2 separate regions of the Mus musculus genome follow, and region 2 is linked to region 1. Evidence: chromatin contacts called from public targeted proximity ligation data. All regions are on one chromosome and are shown on one strand. The core of a region is the stretch at or near the end of the contact, and the rest is flanking DNA. Distances in the headings are between cores, read along the strand shown.

Evidence for each region.
Region 2: a targeted proximity ligation map of bone marrow-derived macrophages shows a contact between it and region 1, with 2.8 times the contacts expected there. A contact is called at or near these places in 3 of 39 promoter capture datasets (the HPC-7 cell line, embryonic stem cells and macrophages), 6 of 130 datasets of targeted methods (the SCID.adh cell line, bone marrow-derived macrophages, embryonic stem cells and 1 more) and 3 of 9 other capture datasets (adipose tissue, liver and pancreatic islet).

The regions. Positions count from the first base shown.
Region 1 is chr19:5,085,702-5,090,014 of GRCm38.p6, forward strand. Yif1a (Yip1 interacting factor homolog A (S. cerevisiae)) reads left to right here and starts at 2,837. Exons shown (of 8, transcript NM_026553.4): 1 at 2,837-3,047; 2 at 3,718-3,929; 3 at 4,071-4,175; 4 at 4,303-4,313. The coding sequence starts at 3,017.
Region 2 is chr19:5,175,377-5,180,313 of GRCm38.p6, forward strand. All of the region lies in intron 1 of Pacs1 (phosphofurin acidic cluster sorting protein 1), which reads right to left. Among named protein-coding and RNA genes, the nearest start is that of Gm30840, 53 kb to the left of the region's middle.

The DNA of each region.
Region 1 (4,313 bases), core at 1,587-4,086:
CGAGTCCTTGCTCTGCGGCACCCGAGTCTCCCCAACTGAGTAATGAAGACGGCCATGGTGGGTGGACGTCCGCAGGTTCCTCTCTAGGGAATAGGCCCAGCACTAAGCCCACCCAGACTTCACCCCATAAGCTTTGCTTGTTGACAGTTAATACCCAGAAGGGAAAGACAGTCTCATCTGCTGGATTACAGGCTGGTGGGCTGGAGCCAGGGCACCAGGAACTCTAGGCTGCGCGACTTTTGACCAGCATGTTCAAGCCATAAACTCAGCCTTTCTATCTGAGAAATGGGAATGATAATATGTTGGATTAAAGTCACTAGCATGTTTAGGCCAGGCGGGGGCGGGGTGTGTGTGTGATAGGTTTGCCCTGCATGGGACACCCTTTTCTCAGGTGTGTATAGCTCACGGGGCTGGTTTCTCACATTTCAGAGGCCTCAAATTCAGAGATTCACCTACCTCTGCCTCCTGAGCTGGGACTAAAAGTATATTTCACTGTCCTCCATCTTTGCTTATTTTGTGTTTACTTTTAAAATTACTATTTTATTTTATATGTGTTTTGCCTGTATGTTTGTCTGTACACCACATACAAGCAGTGCCCACAGAGGGCAGAGGAGGGTGTTCGATCCCCTGGAACTGGAATGATAGATGGTTGTGAGCTGCTGAGTGAATAATGGGAATCTAAGCAGGTCCTTTGGAAGAGCGACCATCTCTCCAACCGCACCCATTTGTTTACTTATTGGGCCTAAATGTTTTCTGGCTATTGTCTATATGTAGTTAGTGTGCCTGGGCACTAGGAAGACATAGATAGGTGTTAGGAATGACATAGTTCCTGTCCTCATGGAAAATATTCAGGGAAAATCTGATTAAAGAGGGGTTTAGAACCCAGACTCTAGCCATCACTCTGGGCCATGGTCAAGCCTCCGTTCCCTTTGTCCCTCTGTAAGGGCTAAAGTGATCCCCCCTTTTATTTTTATTTTTTAAAGGTGTATTTATTTTATGTATGAGTGCTCTATCTGCACGTACACCTGCATGCCAGAAGAGGGCATCAGATCCCATTACAGATGGTTGTGAGCCACCATGTGGTTTCTGGGAATTGAAGTCAGGACCTCTGGGTTTTTTTGATTGTTTGTTTGTTTGGTTGGTTGTTTTTTTTTTTTTTTTTTTCTGAGACAGGGTTTCTCTGTATAGCCCTGGTTGTCCTGGAACTATTTTGTAGACCTCGAACTCGTGATTTTGTAGGCTGGCCTTGAACTCGTGATCCTCCTGCCTCTGCCTCCTTCACCAAATCCTACCGGCGTACGCATCCACAACTGGCAAGATTTATTTATTTATTTTATATATACAATACACAATAGCTGTATAGATAGTTGTGAGCCATTGTGTGGTTGCTGGGACCTTCGGAGAGCAGTCAGCCAATGCTCTTAACCACTGAGCCATCTCTCCAGTCCCGATCTCCCCCCCCCCCCAAAATTAATTACATGTTAAATGTATTTGTTCTGTGTATCTCTCTCTGGGCGGGATGGTGCAAAGAGGTGCACTTTAACATAGCTCGAGTGTACAAATCGGAGGAAGATTTTTCGGAGTTGGCTCTCTTCTTCCACCGTCTGGGAATTGAATTTAGGTTCTCAGGCTTGGCAGTCTGCTGAGCCATCTCACAAGCAAGCTAACATGACTCTTAAAGGATTTGGACAAATGGATAAAAAGGGAAAGGCATATCTCCCGCATCCCAGGCGGAGGAGCAAAAGCAGCTGTTGGACAGCATGGGCTGAGTTTGGGGATCAGAAAAGTCTGACCTTATGCAACTAAACGCTGAGTAGTTAGTCAGCTGTAAGTATCCGAGGGTGTGTCATGCTATCTAGAGAATAGTACCTGACAGTCTGTGAGAGAGGGACCCTTGGAGGGATTGTCTCCAGCGACGATGGGAGTGGTTACAGCCTGGGTGGGAAGAAAAGAGCCTAGGAGACTAGGAGTGAAGCTTACGGGCCTCACTTGGAGATCACAGGACTGGTGATGACTCAGGAGACCTTCAGGAGACAGGTCACTACACCTCTGCCTCCCAAATCTCCCGGACCACTGGAGAAAGCGATGGAACAAGGCCCAGTACAGATTCCTGTCCCATGTATACCACCAGGACTTCGTATCTTCTGGGTGGTCTCAGTTTCTGTCTCCTGCCCCATGCGTGAGCGCGTGTGTGCGTGTGAGTGCGTGTGTGCATAACGTATTGAGCGCGATTCCAAACCCTCCCAGCAGAGGCCCTCGGGGATGAGCCCAGCGGCGGACTCTACAGGGCATTTTCAGCACCAGCCGACGGACAGCACCAGTTCTGAAAGGAGTGGGAGGGCGGAGGAGGAGTCAGCGTTCCAGGGCTCAGGGCCGCGCTGTCACTCTCCCGGTGCGGGCAACAACAACAATTTCTAGCAGGCCGGAGCTCCAAAACAGGATGGAGTGAATTGGAGGAAAGAGCACAGAGTAGGGGCAGGGATCAGTCAGAGCTTGACCGACCGCCGCATTCCTCTTGGACTGCATTGCGGCGGAGCCAGCTTTGTGCCCTGACTAGTTGGGTCGGTCAGGACTTTAATCTTCCTATTGGCGTAGTCGTGGCAAGGAGCGTCAAGCGCCTCTTGGCGCAGACGCGGAACTAAGTTACAACTCCTTCTCACCTATTGGCTGGTAGCGCCGCAAATTAGCCAGCCTACTAGTCAATCCGAGAACATCTTGAGTAGCTCCGCCCCCTATCTGTCGGAAGTTGAATATGACAAAACCCGATTGGAAGAGAGCTCACCAGTAGCCAATTGAAAGTGTAAAGGGGGAGAACCAGCTCTTCCGACGAGCCAATGGTAGACAGCGAAGTGTGACGCCAAGGACATGGCGGCCGCGATCGGACAGCCCTGGGACGTGTCGGGCCGTCGGGTAACTTCGGTCAGGACCAGGCAAGAGAAGTAGCTGTTTCAGTAGTGTTCGTACCCACGACTCAGCGAAGTACCCACGACCCTTGGGTAGAGCGAACGTCACGGCCATGGCTTACCATTCGGCATATGGAGTCCACGGTGCGTGAGGAGTGGGGAGGGCGGGGCGCGGCCTGGCAGCGGGGAGCCAAATACGCTGAGAGACCCACTGGTTCTGTTGGAGAGGGTCTGCAGTGACCGCTGCCCAGGGCGGGGAGAGTGTCTCTCGGGTTCCTGCCCTGCCACACTGCAGCGTGTCCTGGACTTCGCCCTTACTAGCCAGTCCTGAGATCAGGCTGCGACAGCACTACTGGGATCCTCAAGTCTAATCCTGCTTGTACCGAATTTGCCTCCAGAACTTCCTTTCCCTCTTACAACTCGGGCAGCATTCCTGACCACTGTCCAGGGACTCCGAATAGCCAATATTGCCTTTTCTACCTGTGTTAAGTCAAGGAATGTCTTTGCGGTGATTGTGCCCAAGCAAACGTCTTTTCACTCGCTAGTACTCAGAGATCATTTCCCTTGAGAGACTTCCTAGAAACCCCAAATGGGTAGCCATGTTTAGGCACACCTTTCCCACTGCATGCAGTAAATGATCCCCCACCCTGACCCCCCGAAGGATAGGAGATCGACTTTAAAACTCATCCTGCCTTTTCCTCAATTGTTCGGTGCCTTAGGACCTATGCACAGCTTCCCAGCCTGGGGAAAGGGCAGTGGTCTGGGTTCTTGCTCTGTAATTCTGTAATCTACTTTGGTCCTCTCACACCTGCAGGTTCCAAGCATAGGACCCGGGCAGCTCCAGACCCTCCTCCACTCTTCGATGATACAAGTGGTGGTTATTCCAGCCAACTGGGCGGATACCCAGCCCCAGGAGCTGATGTAGCCTTCAGTGTCAACAACCTGCTTGGAGACCCAGTGGCCAATATGGCAATGGCCTATGGCACCTCCATAGCATCCCAAGGGAAGGACATAGTGCACAAAGAGGTGTGCCCTGGGCTCCCGGGAGGAGGGAGGCAGGGCTTCTGGCCAGGGTTGGGGTGTCACAGGATCCCATCTTACTCCCCAGGCATCCTTTAGGAAGGATCACGGTAGGGCTCATCCATAGCCTCTTCTCTTTACTTCCAGCTGCACCGTTTTGTGTCCGTGAACAAACTCAAGTATTTTTTTGCTGTGGACACAGCCTATGTCGCTAAGAAGCTAGGGCTATTGGTCTTCCCATACACACATCAGGTGAGCTTCCCACCAGGAGAGCTGGCCAGCCTCTCCCCACTCGCGGATAACCTGACTGATCATCAGATCTCAACCCTCTCTCTCTTTCTCTCTGCTCCTGTTTACCCGACCACCTCGCCACGGCCAGAACTGGAAAAT
Region 2 (4,937 bases), core at 2,210-4,709, 90 kb after region 1:
GGAATGGAAGCTTCACTTTGGCTTCCACCAGGACTAGCAGATCAGTCTACCATCCACACTTTTAAAAATGGTCTCATCTAATTTTCCCTGTGGTCCCAAGGTGCCCCCTGGTAAGAGAAATGTGGTTTTGTCTGAAAATACAAGGAAGAGAAAAGAATGGGAATCTGAAGTGGAAATTTCTGGTTTCTTTGGAGACTCAGTTGTGTCGTGTTGTTCTGGAAGCTGTCTGGTGAGAGGGTGTTTTGCTGAAGCAGGCACTCGAGAGGACGTGTGATGTTAGAAAGAGCACAAGTAGAATACAATAGACAGTGAGCAGCACTCTTGCACTGGTTCACCTTGCAATGCTTTGCTGGTCTTTGCTGATCTTCACTCGTTGTGAGGTTGTAGAGAGAAAAGTGCCAAAGAACTTCTCATGGTTCTCTGGCTGCTTCCTGCCACTTCTGCAGTCTCATGCCAATACGGCAGAGCCTCCAGGTTTCTTCTGGATCGAGCCGCTTCTATTGATCTATGTTCAGCGTTTGCTGACTACACTGGACTGCTGCTACGGATTTGTGTTTGAAGTTTTAGACTGGACTGCTGCTATCCTGACAATGAAGATTGGAATCACCCCAAAGAACTACTTCTAAATAGGTCTACAACCTCCCTTTCCTATTAACCTTTCTTTTCTCCTAACTCTGGTAGGTGGGCTAGAAGGGAGGTTGAAGCACTTAAGAACCCTTATTAAAACAGGTTTTGAAAAATCTAACACTACAGGAATTGGAATGTAATAAATCAAGAAAGAAATTAAAAGGGTGTTTTTGTTTTTGTTTTTGAGACAGGGTTTCTCTGTGTAGCCCTGGCTGTCCTGGAACTCACTCTGTAGACCAGGCTGTCCTCGAACTCAGAAATCCACCTGTCTCTGCCTCCCAAGTACTGAGATTAAAGGTGTGCGCCACCACTGCCCAGCTAAAAGGGTTTTAAAAAGTAGTTTTCATGTCTTTACTAAACACACACAGAAGGACACAGCATATAAGTGCCCAGAAGGACCAGTTATGCCCTCTTGTAGCACCACCCCAAGCTTAAAGTGCTTTTTCTAAAGTCCCATAAGTGGGCTGATTAATATTCCCTTTGTGATGAATCTTACTGATGAGCTGTATCCATGCATGCATGAAATCTTTAATTCAGTGAAGCTCAGAAGAAGTGCTGTAATAGCTAACTATGAACATCTCTGTCCTGTTTCCTAGTTCTGGAAGCATCACAGGCATGCAGATATCTCAGCTTCACAGAGACTGAAGAGCTGAGACAGGAAACGCTACTCTGTGGTCCTGCTTGTCTTGCTAGTCGCCCCTCTTCTCTCTCCTTACTTCCCTCCCTAAGAATCCAACTGTGCAGATCCTTACTGTCTGAACAAATAAAACGAGAAACTGGAGTAATTTGAATTTAAGACGGTTTTCTTCATCAAGAAAGTTAAAAATTTCAAAAGGAGGTCCCGCTGTAGACTGCAATAAATTTCGACTATCTTTAAGTGGCACATTTAAAATTATTTTAATAGCCAGGTTGCTTGCTTATTGAGAGACAATTCCATTTTTCTCTGATCTTTCTACACATTCTGGACCAAGGTAAAACCTGAACTTCTCTAGACACATAGAGAGCTGCTGGGATAATGGTAGGAATAGGAATGACAGCAGAATCCTTACACATGCCTAACAAAGCCTCACTCAGGAGAAAGCCTTTCCTGTTTGAAGATACGGGGTTCTGAATCCATCAGGAGGAGTTAAGGAAGCACAACCTAGGAACTGGGAACTGACGACCTCAAGCTGCATTCACCCGAGGGGGCGGTTTGCTTCTGCCTCTATGCATGAAACTACAAAGGATTGTTCTGGGAGAGCTGACCTTCATCACCAGAGACTGATAACCTAGGGCTGCCATGAGCCTGCACCGACAGCTCTAAAGTGACCCCCATTTCACACTAACTTCACTCCTTGACTGAGTACATCTTTCCTGGCAAACCTAGAGTTTACTGCCCTGATCCTGATTCTCATCTGTCCTTTCTCACTCAGAGATTAACTACTCTTTTGAAATGTAAAAAGCATCATGCTTTGGTTATTTCTTTATATATCACTGTCTTCTGAAGATTTCCACTGTACATATGAAATTAATGAAACAAGTATGATTTCCTCTCATTCCTTAAGAGTCTTAGCATCAGCCAAAGGGTGCACATAAGAACTACAGAGTGGAGGGGGACATCTTTCTCCCCTGTGGTTTCACACCACAGCTATTTTAAGACCTTGAAAACAAAAATTCCCAGACACGTCATGCACATATGGGTGGAACTAATTGGACTCAATGGTTATAATGAAGGAGGGGGGAGAAGATAAGGTCTGTGTGTGTGGGGGGGTGGGGGGTGTTGGGAAGCCTAGCAGGAGTGGAATAGGAGAGTTAGGTAAGAGTTAGATAAGATAAAAATACATTGTATACATGTATGAAATTCTCAAAGAATAAATAATTATAAACATTTAAAAAAAACCCTCTGGACGAGCACCTTCAGGTCTACTATGGGGCCCCTAACACATGAGGTACACATTTTAGACCTACTTAATCAGCTAGCTTTGTATAAGCAGACTTACAGACAATATGAAAATAAGCTAGCAGGCCTAAAAGTAATTTAATACTGGGGCTGGCAGAGACACTGGGGGAAAAACAATAGCAGGTCAGGCTCTACTAATAATCACTATCAAGGAAGAACTACAGTCAACCCTCTCCCTAATAATATAAAATAACCCTTATCCAATAGTATCATTTGTAGTTATTTATTTACTCATTCTTTAATGGACAATTGCCACACCCACTCCAGTGGAGTCTGCGTGACAAGTCCAAAAGCTGGCTGCAGTCCTGAGGCAAAAAGTTTCATGGAAACTGGTCTCCTGGAGTCTTTGGCGTCCCATAACACAGATGTATTTCAGATTTGTCCTTGAAATAGTTGGTGAAGGGTTCTGTGTGCTTTCCTTTAGTATTGTTTTATTATAGGTGCCCCCAAGGAATGATTTGACAAATAGCTAAGTTAGATTGAACATTGCTTCCTGGCTTTCACTCGTGTCCCAATGTCCTAGGCAGTCTTTGAGCAGACCCTGAGCTTGGAATTTTGTAAAAACATTACTTATTCAGATGAAATGCCTCCAGTGTTGAAAGAGAGATAGTGAAAGAAATCACACATTGCAATCTACTAGATAGAGTTGGAGATTTCAGGGCAAGTTTAACAAAGTAAGTTTAGAATTCTTATTATAGTCATGTATGGCAGACTACATTACCTAATAGAGGAAAGTTTGTGGGCTCCTCTGGTAAATGGAGGTCCCTCACAAAACACTTAGAATAACAGCTGAGTCACTCCCATATACAAGAATTTACAATGGTTTCGGAAGAAGCCTGGGCTGTGGTTAGGAGGAACTAGAGTATTGCATTACTTATGAAAAGGTTAGCAAGAGTGGAGCCCTCCCGAGTGCACACTTTCACAAGCCCAGAAGAATAGCACAGCTAGCTACTTACTAGGAGCCGGCTGGTGGTGGGTTACACAATCAATTAGAATTAGAACTATGGCTTGGGCGTGAGAGCCCTTGCCCCGGGGGTGTAAAGACCTCACACCCAGCTTCTAAGAATATGGCTGACCTTAGATAGGGCTGACTCCCAGTTGTTACATTGCCTGGTTCCTGCCAGTCTTTATGTACACATTTTTGTGTTTTGTGTAAAGAGTCATTATGCATCGAGTAACCTCAGTGTACCTTAGCTGACGTGTCACCTAACTTCCTAATTTTCTTCTGTAATATAAGTCTGATGCTTGCTTTGAGAAATTACATTCAGATCCAACACTCTCTTGTGTTTGTGCCTGTTTGTAACTTGCTGACTCCTTGCCCACCTGAATACTGGGACCCTGATTTCTCCCTCGGGTTGAGGGACTCTGATTGACCCAGCAATGTAAAAGATAGCTTTAAAAAATAAAATTATGAGCAAAGTATAGTGGTGGCTTTAATTCTAGCAATCAAGAGGCAGAGGCAGGTGAATTCAAGGCCAGTGTGGCCAATATAGTGAGTTTCAGGACAGCCAAGGCTACTTAGACACCCTATTTCAAAACAAACAAACAAACCAACCAACCAACCAACCATCAAACAATAATAAAATAAGGGGTCTAGAGAGACGGCTCAATGGTTAAGAATACATACTACTCTTGCAGAGGCCCAGAGTCTGTTTACCAGCACCCATGTTGGGCAGCTTACATTCCCTTGTAACTTCAGCTCCAGAGGTTATGATACCGCTCGCCTTCCCTGGCACTTACAGTGGCATATACATAATTAAATAGAAAACAAATCTTGAAAATACTTTTTAGGGCTGGAGAGATAGTTCAATGGCTAAGAGTACTGGCTCTTGCAGGAACTGAATCTGATTTCTCAGTACTGACTTGGTGGTCTCAACCATGGATAACTCCTTCTAGGGGATCCAACACCTTTTCAGACCTCTGCAGGCACCAGGCTTGAACACGGTACACATAGCATACATGTGTAGAGGGCACAAGGTTCTTGTGGTTTCAGATAAGCACTAGGGAAACGAAGAATGTTAAACACATAGGATTGTCTCTTGAACAGAAGGGATAAATACTTGTTTTCCACACAGAATGCTAGCAGTGAGTGTTGTTAATATCCTGGTGATCTATGCTATCTGCAGGGGCCAGGCCACACCTGAATTACCCAGACTACTATGTTTATCCCAAACTCTTCCTCCCTAGACCTTTAACTTGACCATTGTTTCTCAGTCAATAGAACCTAGGGGGAGAAGTCACATGTACTTTGTAGTTTGGTGACCTCTACAATTTCTGTATGAGTGAGACCACACCTGATACTCCCCTAGGCCTTAAGCTATAGAACCCATCTTTATGGAAGAGGTCACATGTACTATGCAAAAAAGTTTCA